Linked DNA regions of Sus scrofa: region 1 is linked to region 2. Evidence: chromatin contacts called from public HiChIP or PLAC-seq data. All regions are on one chromosome and are shown on one strand. The core of a region is the stretch at or near the end of the contact, and the rest is flanking DNA. Distances in the headings are between cores, read along the strand shown.

Region 1 (6,620 bases), core at 1,883-4,382, 330 kb after region 2:
ACAGTTCAACACAGGGGTACCATACCATACCATACCATACCCATACCATACCATACCATACTGTACTTACTATACTATGAAATCCATCTAGGGGTTTCAATCATTTTTATTAGATTTATTAAAGTTTTATATATCTAACAGTCCAAAATATTTTCACTAAGATTAAGATTTTCTCCCTTTCTTGCAGACACACTCTCTCTCTATTTCACTGAAGGCACTCACTCTAAAAAGTTATCCCATGGACAAGAAAATGGGAAAACATGAAATGATAACTAACACAGCTGAGAATGATGCAAGTTTCAGAGCTATGCATGATCTTTTCCTTTCTTTTCACGAGAAAGGGAATGATATCAAATTAATCAAGTGACTGTCATCATTTGCTACTTAATAAGTATTCATCCCCCCCAGAACACTGAAAGTAATTTGAGGTGATAATGATTCTATTAATAATTTTTCCAGATTTTTATTTTCTAAACTAGAATAGATCTTGAAATGTCTTAGAGATCTTGGATGCTAACGAAAGCTTTCATTTATTTTGATAAAAAGGAAACTAAGTCATTTTATTTTATAATTTAGGATCTGTATTTCAATAATTTTCCCCTGTTGCTGCTTCTTTCAGTAAAAAATAATGTTTAACAGTGAAATGATTCAGGCCTTATCCTTTGAGAAATCGAAATGGTTTTCTATTTGGCATTCTCAAATTCTAAATGCCTGCCATCAAGTTTGGCAGAACTTATTTAAATTTACTAAACCTGTTTGATTGCTGATTTTCTCACACATTTGGCCCTGTATCTCCACTCCGAGCTTTGGCAACTGCCCACCATCCTGAGAATATTGTTTTAGTATACACATCTCCTTTAATACACATTAATGGTGGTTTCCCCAATTTTTCTCACTCTAGTTCCATCTATACTCTGTCAAATATCACCCTTTCTTTCAATATATAGGCTAAGTTTGAATGGAATGGCAATGTTTAAATGAATAGGCAAAGACTTGGTCCAGGAGAATGGAATGATGTTAGAATTCTGAGGTGGACATCAATTTCTAGAACATTGTGTAGAGAGTACCATATATGTTGATTCATAGCCACACTATCTTTTTTCATTTCAGCTCTTCCCTATGCATCTGTCTCTTCCTTCTTCTAGGGAGAATTGCTAAATGTATAGTCTAATCCATTAACACTCACAAATACAACTCAAGAGCTAATGTTAATGAAAAATCTACAGTCACAATGAAGAGAGACTGTAAAACAAGAGTTTATCACCATACAATCTTGAAAATACCTTTGGCTGAGATGAAAGAGACATGCTCAAGAGGAAATTAAAGACTCCAGAGGCAGTTAATCTAATTTGGAATAGGACTAACTGAATTATGAAGGCAAAATCAACCTTCAGGATTTAAATGAATTATAAATACAAAGATCCCTTCACTATTCATCAGTTTATATCAAGATATGCAATTTGATTTAAAAATTTCCTGTCTTGGACAGGTTTCTGAAAAGTGATCTGAGTAGGAATGAGGAATAGAATGAGTTCTCTATTGTTACAATGGATCATTCATCACTCAGAGGTGAGACTTCACATGCATGATATGCTTAGAGACACTGAATTTTGAAGGATATGGATTTGAAAATGCATCCTGACTTTTAGATTTCTTTTCTTAATCAAAGTAAAAATGTTTTATCTTTGATAATGGTGTTGATGTTTTCTACTGATGTATTATTATTGTTAGGAAACCAGCTGTTTAAGATTTAAATCATACCATAGAGTTGCTGTGCTCTGATAGCAAGAAAATCATTTGAGAATTTCTTTTAATATGTTGGATCTTCAGGTTCTTCTGAACTATTAGTTGCCAACATTCCTATAATATTTTAAAATAATTCTAGGTTTTGATTTTAAGAGCTGCCTGTTAGTTCTTCAAAGCAATGCTGTTGCACTCATTTAAAAACGAAGTCTTTCAACTAGTTGAATCAGCATTGCCTGGGAATATATTCAAAATGAAGCTTCTTGGGTACCCCCAGACTGACTGAATCAGAAACTCTGGGGATGGGGTTAATTGGTATTCTAATAAGCTCTCTGAGGATTCTGATACATGTTCAATTTTAAGAACTACCCCTCTTCTAAACTATTGCTTGTCACTAATTTATGTATCTTTGAACCCCTTGACAGTATGGTAAAGCCTATCAACCTTTTGTCAGCATAATATTTTTAAATACCCAAAGTAAAATATATAGGTTGTCAGAGAAATAGGTTATATTGAAATTTAATTATCCAAATATTAAAAACAAATTTGTGATACAATAATACATGTGCTTCTTTATATATTTAACTAACAAGTCCAAGGGCAAGTCTAATTACTATCATAGTTTAAAATATTGGTGATCAAAAAGTTATTTCCAGATATCTGTAACAATTACATGATATGACTGTATCTGTGATTTGTATTGGTGAGAGTCACAGGTATTACTAATGCTGTTGTGCTTTATGCCTACGTTCATAATTGAAGGAGATATTGAATTTCAGCCAGCAGTTAATGAAAATAAAAATATGAGTTTTTTTGTGCATATAAATTCATGTATCCCCTGAATTCTATCTATAAACCCTCAGGAGAGAAGCACCCTTGTAAGATGGGTGATTTTTAGCTCATCTAAAGTATGCTTATCTTATGATCTGATAAATATAATACATTATAAACAACATAGGAGACAGGATGTGAATCAAATGTGTTCTAGAAGCCATAGAATAAATTGTTCTCCCCCAGAGCACCTTGTGGCCTAACACCTGTGACAGTGAAAGCACAGCTGATTTAATAGTTTACTGGAAATTACCAGCAGTGCTACATATTTTCCTGCTTAATCATACAAGACCTTCGTTTTCATTATAGTTTTAAATTCCTTCCCACATGCTTTGTAAATCTTTAATTGTCACTTTATGCATTCATTGATACCCCCTTAGAACCTCTTAGAGCAAGTTTTCAACTTTTCACATTGTCATTGCTAGCTAGCTCCCTTTGAGGAAATGGATGTTCAGAGATCACGTAAACAAGTCAAGGTCATGGAGTTCAGGGCAGTGACTCTCATTCAGTTCCATATTTCTGGTTCTGTGTTCTGACCTTGCTGGTTATGGCTGGAGTGAGGCAGGGAGCCAATGAGACCTGGGCTGCCACGATTTGAGAGAGCTGTGTGGCCATATCAGTTGAATGAAAAGAACAAAAAGAATTCTATTTCAGCCACTGATGAAAGACTACTCAAACAGGAAATAATCAGAGTATAAAAGGAAGAATCGACTTTCATCATGAGACAGAAGAGACAATAGTCTGCTAGAAAAAAAAAAAAAAAGTTCCTATTTTGTTTATGAGACATTGTACAAAGGAATTTTTACCAGTTTCTCATTTTGGAAGCCATTATTTTAAACCCATGTCTTTGCCTTTCAGCTCCTTTTATTTGACAGATTCTTACCCTAAAGCTTGATTATCAAATGACAGTAAAAGGTTTCATGGAGGGCTTTCTTATAAATATTTTCTTCTATCTTTTCTCTTTCTGTTATGAACAGTTATACTGTTCCAGTATCAAATACTGACACTTTTCTAGCTTTAATTTTATATTTTGGAAACAGTATGATATTGACATGTTTTCAAAACTCAGTTTTATTAATCAATTGAGGATTGCCTCTGCCTTATTGATTCAACTATATTTTTTAATAGACCAGGGAAGAGAAATATTTTTTGAGTGCCTACTCTGTGCCAAGCTCTTACAATATAGAGGAAGCAGTGTAATACAGGAAATAAGATAACACACCCGATTGGGCAGGTGGGTAGAGGAAAAGGAAGTCTCTGTAGATGTTACAGCTATTCAGGAAGCCAAGGGCTGGTGGTGAGAGCACACAATAAAGGGACTACAGTGCTCGTAAGCATCTTAGTGGGGTGTAAATATCTGCAAAGGATCAGCAGTAGCAGGAATCAAAGTATGTTGGTCATGCAGAATGCTAAGTTTTCTCTTTAGCTAGGGGTCTGTAGGTAGCTGCAGGAGGAAAATTTAAGATGAAAGGTAGGGTAAATCTGTCTCATGTAGACAAATTGAGTATTTTTTAATAGGTGAAAGGGAAGGGAAAGTAGTATTTTCCATTAGTTTCTATTTTTAATTAAATTTTATTGAAGTATAGTTGATTTACAATGTGTTAATTTCTATTATATAGCAAAGTGATTCAGCCGTACATATACAGCTATCCATTCCCATATAGATTATCACATAACATTGTATAGATTTCCCTGTGCTATACAGCAGGTCCCTGTTGATCATCCATTCCATACATAAAGGTGTCTTTGCCATTCCCAAACCCTGATCCATCCCTCCCCTTGCTTCCCCTTTGGTAACCATACATCTGTTTTCAAAGTCTATAAGCCTATGAGTAAATAAGTTCACGTGTATAATTTTTAAAATTCATATTTAACATACAAAATATCTACATTTGGAGGATGAACAAAAGCAGAGAGGAGGAAAACTTGCAGTTTCTGTGCAGGAGGTAGTGGGAGGATCTTTTAAGGGAGGGGCTTCTTCATGAGAACCAGTGTCTCCAGAGAAAGAACAACTGTCCCCCCAAACTCTGATGTTTAAAGCACTCTCCAGGAATGCAGTAGAAGTTAATGCCAGGAAATGCAGAATTTTCAATGATCTTTAGAACAGTAGTGAATCTGGGTTTGAAAGTATATCAGTGGAAGAAACATAACTTTTGGAGGAACTCTGTTGCAATTCCACTTAGCAAGTCAAAGATTATTTGTTACTTTCAGAGGTGGCCCATACCTCATAGAACTGTGCAGTATAATATGTGATTGCTAAGGGTTATTAGAATAACATAAATAAAACTAGCTGTTTTTGTTGTTATTGCCAAGAATTATTGAGTTATGACTGACTTAATGGGTAAATTTGGGGTTTAGCGTGCATAATAAAAGAATGAACTATATCTGTGGATAAAGAAGAAAAGGAAAAGAAAGGTTTAACTGTTTAATATGTGCTTTCCAAATGGGGTCAGGGAAGGTTTAGAGAAGTTATTAAGGGAACATATAATTCATTATCCAAACTAAGAAATGTTTATTCTAGGAAAATAGCTCAGGCTCTTTCCTAGTATCTGTGGAGCCTGAGGCAAGGTTACAAATTAAAGCCCGTATATTTCACATATTCCAAGTACATAAAGGAAGGCACAACATGTTTAAGTAACTTTTTATATCTATCTTTACACATAAATATTCAAAACACCCAAGAAGATGTTTCAAATTCAGATGTCTCTGAATTCTCAGGATCCTTGGAATTTTGTGCAGTAACATGCCAATATGGTGTGAACTAGCCCCTGGCCTCCAGAAAACTCTCTTCTATCCATCTCTAGTTCCCCTCTGAAGTGATGGAGCCTCTCCTGTGGATGTAAGTGCAGATTTTAGCCTCAGTTCTGTTCACTTCTCAGTGTAAATACCCATCTCATGGCCATTCATTGAGACTGGGAATGAGCACAGACAAGGAGAGGTCCATCATCAGAGAGAACAATCCAGCCCAAATCATAAAGTTCCTGGATATGAGCATAAGCTATTTGGACTGAAAGCTCTAGTGTCCCAGGGTTCTCAGAATAATAGTTAGAAGGCAAGGGTTAAGATTTAAGTGGACATACTTTGTTTTGTTTTGTTTTGTTTTTGACTCAGATAACTGGTAACAGTGAAAGAGATCAAGCTAGGGTAAAGCCAGAGTTAATAGCTTCCAAGGTGCTGGGAGAACATTTCTCCTTGTTCATGGATCTGAGGCCAGTACTGCAAATTCTAAGCTGTAATTGATGCCAGGACAAGCAACAAAACTAGTCTCAAGGAAACAACTATATACATGATTACCTTAAATTTATGGAGCAAACAGTGGAGTGTAAGCTGCAGTCTGGAAAACTCTCCTGGATGTGTAGACCTGAATAAAATATGTTTTGTTTTGTTTTGTTTTTTTGTAGAAGGAGTTCTTTGTTTAGTTGCACAGATGAAGAAGATTCTTATACACACTTTGTATGATTAAGTAACAGTAAAAATAAGACCGATACAATTGGGTAGACTTCCTGGACACAGAATAAATACAAAGGAGAAAAATGACTCTAGCTTCATTTGTTACACGAACACAAAGAAGTAAAAGGTGAAAGTAACCAAAATGAACCTTAAAAGAAAGAGAATTTTGAAGTTTGTGAGGAAACTGGGTGTCCTCTGAAAAAGATGAAGAAGATAGCCAACTGCAACTGTCTGGAAAAAGCAATGACAATTTTTGCAGAACTCACTTCAAAGGGAGCACTGTCTGATTTACAGAAGCAATGCTAATTTTAGTTATGTTTTGCTCGCTTTATTGTGAGTTAATGGGTTGTACACAGAGAACTTCTAATGAAATAATGGAGTGTTATGTATTGAATGTTTGTGTCCCTCCCAAATTCATATGTTGAACCCTTAACTCTGGAGTGGCTATATTTGGAGATGGAGTATCTAAGGAAGTAATTAAGGTTAAATGAGATCATAAAGTTTGGGCACTAAAAATATAGGATTAGTGTCCTTATAAGAAGAGAGAGAGAGAAAAACCAGGTAACTCATTTTCTTCACATGCCCAAAGAAGAGAT
Region 2 (5,790 bases), core at 395-2,894:
ATTGTGTTACATAGGAAGTGCCATGGTTCTATACAAATATAGGAACCATTTCCAGTTTAGACTCAAGCAGGCAGAGGCTGTAGACTGCTGAAGAGGCTTAAAATAGTTCTCATCCATGAGTTCCCACTGTGGTGCAATGGGATCAGCATCATCTCTGTGTCGCTGGGATTTAGGTTAGTTCCCCAGCCTGGCACCATGAGTTAAGGACCTGGCATTCAGCTGTGGTGTAGGTTGAAACTGCAGCTGGGATCTGATCCATGGCCCATGAACTCCCTATACCACAGGGCGGCAAGAAAAAAAAAAAAAAAAAGAAAAAAAAATCTATCATCCAGGCATCAGAGCAGAATAATGTTGGTTCCCTGCCAAAATGAGGACAGAGACAACACATGTTTAAGATAATACTAGAGTTAATAAATAAAAGTACTGTAAAAACAGTGTCTTAAAGTGCATTTTTGTGTTATAAAGCACACTAGGGCTGTGTGATATCTATATTGCTATTTGTGCTGGAAAAAAATATGTGGGTTGTGCATTTTTGGTCTTAGGAGCCCAGGAAAGTTCTAATAATCATACATTGATTGTCTTCTCTATTGCTTATGAAGAACCAAACACAAAAACCCTAAATAGGGAATTCCCATCATGGCTCAGTGGTTAACAAACCCGACTAGGATCCATGGGGATGCAGGTTTGATCCCTGGCCTCGCTCAGTGGGTTGAGGATCCAGCATTGTCATGAGCTGTGGTGTAGGTTGCAGACATGGCTCAAATCTGGCATTGCTGTGGCTCTGGCATAGGCTGGCAGCAATAGCTCTGATTCCACCCCTAGCCTGGGAATTTCCATATGCCATAGGTGCAGCCCTTAAAAAAAAAAAAAAAAAAAGGCCCTGAACACACCATACTTTATCAAAGTGCTTGTCATCATCCCCGGAACATTACTGTATGCCCACTGATACTAAAAAAATGACATTTTATTATTGCTTTATACCTTCTTTCTTCCTTTTCTTTCCTTCCTTCCTTCCTCTCTCCCTCCCTCCCCCTTCTTCCTTCCTTCCTTCCTTTTGTCTCCCCTACATCTACTCTCTGGTTTACAGGAGAGAATTTGACAACAAGATTTTTAAAAAATCAAACATATTGAAGCTATTGTGGATCTTCTGCCATAGAGAGTGTAACATGGAATAAAGAGTCATTCTTATCTTCACAGGAGTAATGATGTTTTTAATAATTCTACATCTAACTCTAACTTTCTATTGATATTACCAGCTTTTTTCTTTTTACCATTAAAGAATTTCATTTTTCTTATTTATGGCTATTTTTTTCTGACTAGTTTACCATCGAGTGAGTATATTTAATGTATTATTCCGAGGAATTTTTCTTGAAAAACCATAATATAAAGAAAAGGGAAGCCTACTACCACATCTTGATTAAAAAACAAACTCTGCCCTATTTTTATTTAGGACAATCATCCATGAAAATATCAAAATACAGACAGAATATTACTTAGCTAGTTTTGTGCTGTGCTGATGTTGGACCCAACAACAAAGAGAAGAATCTTTCTTTGCTCTAGCCCAGATGTTACGAGGCAGTTGAACTTGGGTCTAACTGACCCAGGAGAATCAGTTGGCTGCTACAGTGGCCTTGCTTCTGGCTTTGTGGAGATCAAGGAAAGCCCTTTCAGCATGTCTGAGGGCCAGATTCAGTGTGTCTCAGGCAAGCTGGGGAGCACTTTGGCAAAAATCTCCTGAATTGTGCAACCTCTGACTCTGTTTTTTTCCAACATTTCCCTCTCAAAATCACATGCTTAAATTGGGCCATGCAGCTGTGTGTGGGTGGAGTGCTTATACTCAGAGCTCTTAGATCTGATGGAGCCTGGTTGGTGATACACTATTTCTTACCCCGCCCCCATACTGAAAACTTCAAAAGTAATCCCTTGAGGTAAGTTGATAACAAGATGTAAATGTGAAAATAGGGTTTGCCTTTTCTTGGTTTCATACATATGTAGTTTGTAGTTATCAGACATTTTGAAGATGTTTCACTTGCTTTTAGAAACCTAACAACAAATGTTATATGCCAGTAATTTTGTATCAAAGAATATCAAACTTAAAGTCTACATTTCCACAATATTAATTTTTAAATTTAAAGTTTTACAGAAGCTATATTAGAGTATTGACTATTGAAATTGAAAAAATAATCCTTCATATTCCTTGATTAAAAATACATTTTGAAACACTCCTAATTATACTTGCCACTGATTTTCTTTGAATTATGGAGCAGATGTTTTAGCACATGTAAAGAAGGATTTGATCCCTGGAACAAAGTTAATCTTGCAAGTTCAAAGAATAATGTGTTAGAGAGTAGTTATCATGGTCCCTAGGAATATTATTCTGTGGCCTCATGGAACCAGAGAGGTTATATTTTATGATTGCTAAGTTTACTAGCTGCCTCCACCTTCATCTTCCCCACATCCTCCAGCCCCCTCCCAGTTAAAGAAGAGACTTTATAATTAGGTTAAAAATGTCATGTGCAATATTGTATTGAATATCTAAGGTCTTTTTGCCAGGAAGAATAGAATGCAGCAACAAGAATTTTAAAAAAGTTACAGGAATATTAATGACACTTATGAAACTACTGTAGTAGATATGATTTAATCCAATAGAACTCTAATTTTAGAACTATAAGCCAAGCTTTATGAGAATGACTTCACCGAGATGACAACATAGCTTGTTTCTGATTTTGCTCCCCTCACTAAAGGAACAACCAACAAACTATTCAAGAACAAGACACCATGAGAATCTCAGAACCCAGGGGTGAGGCTGAAACACCTTCCCTGCACCACAGAGACCAAGAGAGACCTCAGTAGAGGGTAAGGGAAGCAGCTACAAGTTGATGACATTCTCCTTCTCTAGGCCAGCACAGCACCACAAGGAAAGGAACGGTCTCTCTGAGCCTCTGTTCCTCCAGGGGGAAAAGAGAACCCTGGGCAACAACTAGCCACCTCCCCCCAGTATTGTGGGTCTTTTTGTTGGAACACATACTCTCATCTTACACCATAGGGATTGTAGTGGAATCTGCAAGGTATCAACTACTGGGAATTGGACTGTGATGGAGAAGCGGGGAGGGGTATACCATTACCAGCACACAAATCTTGGCAGACTGAGTTCATATCTGCAGTGTCCAAGCAGTAATCCCGACTAGTGGCTTTGCTCATCTGCAGAATGTTACATTCTGACAAGGGAATTTGGAAGGGTGCAGATCTACCTGATTTTGATTCTCAAAAGAGGAGTTTTGCCAGGCCTGACTTGATTATGCCCAGGGTAGGAGCTGAGTCATAGCCTCACCTGCTCTAGAGAGTGCCTCCTGGTTCCTTGTGACCAGGGGGTCTGGTGAGAGCACCAGGAAGCTGTATAGCCCAGAAACCAGAAGCACCCAGTACTGAGGTAGGACCTATGTGACTGGAGGGAGAGAAGATATAGGGAAAGAGGCAGATAAGAATATACAAAAAGCACTAAAGGGACAAGGTGTCTGCTGACTGTGTCAGGACTTCAGCTGCTCTGTGGCTTCTTGGGCATGCTCCTGAGTGCAGTGGCAAAAGCAGTCTAATAAGTGGAATGCTATTAGAAAAAAAAGCACAGGATCTTGGGGTAAGGAAGAAACTGTGAACAGGAGCTATATATAATTCACCTTCTGGAAAGCCCAGGAGGCAGAGAAAACCTCAGCTGTAACAGTACCAATGAATGGTCTGAAGGCAATTAGTAAATATTTAAAGAGGTGTCTGATGCTTCAAATGCAAAACTATAAGGAACATGAAAAAATCAAGGAAGTATATCATCACAAAAAAAGGTAATTCTCCATTAACTGAACACAAAGGCATGGAATTTTGAGATCTAGCTGATTAAGAATTCAAAATAGCAGTCTGAAGAAGCTAAGTGAGCTATAGGAAAACTCAGAAGGACAATTCAATGAAATCAGGTGAAATATACATGAAAAAAATGAGATATTTACCAAAGAGATAGAGATAATAAACCAAGCAGAAATTCTGGAGCTAAAGAGATAAATGAATGAAATGAAAAATTCAATAGGGAGCATCTGTATCAGAGTACAGAAAATGGAAGATGGAATAAGTAAGCTAAATGGTAGGAATATAAAATGATAAAAAAAATTCTAGAGCCTACATGATGTATAGGACCCCATTAGCAAAATATTAGAATAATTGGTTCCAGAAGGATAAGAGAGGGAGAAAAGGGCAGAAGGTTTATTTAAAGAAATAATAGCTGGAACCATTTAAAATCTGGGAGAGATTTAGACATCCCAGTTCATGAAGCTAAAAGATCACCCTATTATCTTAATGCAAAAAGACCTTCTCCAAAACACATTATAATGAAACTATCAAAAATCAAAGATAGAGAATCCTAAAAGCAGCCAGAGAGAAATTATTAAGACCTACAGAGGATCTCCCATGAGGCTATCTGTGGATTACTCAGCAGAACCCTATACTCTAGGAGAAAGTGGAATGACATATTAAAGTGTTGAAACAAAAATTGCTAGCCAAGAATATTATACCTCATAAATTTTTCTTCAGATATAAAGGAGAAATAAATATTTTTCCAGATCAAAAAAAAGCTGAGGGAGTTCATCACCATTAGATCTGCCTTGTAAGAAATGCTGAAAGTAGTTCTTCAAGCTGAAATGAAAAGATGCTAAACAGTGACATGAAAAACATGTCAAAGTATATAGCATGCTTGTAAAGGTAAATATATAATCAAACTTAGAAAATTCTAGTTCTGTAATAGGATGGTGTGTTAACCATGTAAATATAGTATAAAGATGAAAGGGGAAGGGTATTGAACATAATTATAGTTATAATAATTTGCTAACAAATATAAAATATAAAAAGAGTTAATAATGACTTCAAAAATATAAAAGGAGAAAGTGAAAGTGTAAAGATTTGGTAGGAAATTGAGGTTAAGTTGCTAATAGCTTGAAACTGTTTCATCCATGGTATGTTTTACATATGCCTCATGGTAACCACAAAGCAAAAATCTAGAGTAGATTCACAAAAGTTAAAGAAAGGGGAAACAGCATAACACTGTGGAAAATTATCAATATATAAAGCTAGGCAGAAACACACACAAAAAAATAAAAAACAATGGAAATACAAAACAACCAGAATATAATTAATAAGGTGGTATTAGCAAGTCCTTACATATCAGTAATAACTTCAAATGTAAATGGATTGAATTTACCAGTGAAAAGGCACACAGAGGCTAAATGGATTTAAAAAATACAACCCAACTATATGCTACCTTCAAGAGACTTTCAGCTATAAGGACACACATAGGCTCAAAGTAAAGTGATGGAAAAAAGATATTCCATGCAAATGGAAACCAAAAGAAAGTGGGGATAGTTATACTTAAATTAGTCAAAATAGATTAAAACCAAACCAATAACAAGAGACAAAAAGTCATTAGGTAAGACTAAAGGGGTCAATACATCAAGAAGACATAACAAACATGAACATATACATATCCAACACTGGAATACCTAAAGTAAAAACTAGTAGATCTGATGGAAGAAATAGACAACAATATAATAATAGTAGTGGGATTGAATATCCCACTTCTAGCAATTGATAGATCATCCAGATGAAAAATAAATAACTAAATGTTGAACTTGAACCATTCATTAGAAAAAATGGACCTAACAGACATTTATAGAACATTTCATCCATCGAAAATAGAATACAACTTCTTCACAAGTGTACAAGGGACATTCTCCAAGGGCAGGTCAAATAGTAGGA

What was found. HiChIP or PLAC-seq counts read pairs in DNA pulled down with a chosen protein or histone mark.
Region 1: a contact with region 2 is called in an H3K27ac HiChIP or PLAC-seq map of alveolar macrophages. The contact joins two enhancer-like sites. A contact is called at or near these places in 2 of 2 datasets of contacts at active chromatin or transcription factors (alveolar macrophages and skeletal muscle).

What each region holds. Positions count from the first base shown.
Region 1 is chr15:92,222,654-92,229,273 of Sscrofa11.1, forward strand. No RefSeq gene overlaps it. Among named protein-coding and RNA genes, the nearest start is that of CALCRL, 54 kb to the right of the region's middle. Within about 2 kb of position 3,133, at least 4 of the 83 cell types and tissues checked have an H3K27ac peak or open chromatin away from gene starts, as enhancers often do. A contact at or near this core is called in alveolar macrophages, where this site is marked.
Region 2 is chr15:91,891,852-91,897,641 of Sscrofa11.1, forward strand. No RefSeq gene overlaps it. Among named protein-coding and RNA genes, the nearest start is that of ZSWIM2, 30 kb to the left of the region's middle. Within about 2 kb of position 1,645, at least 10 of the 83 cell types and tissues checked have an H3K27ac peak or open chromatin away from gene starts, as enhancers often do. A contact at or near this core is called in alveolar macrophages, where this site is marked.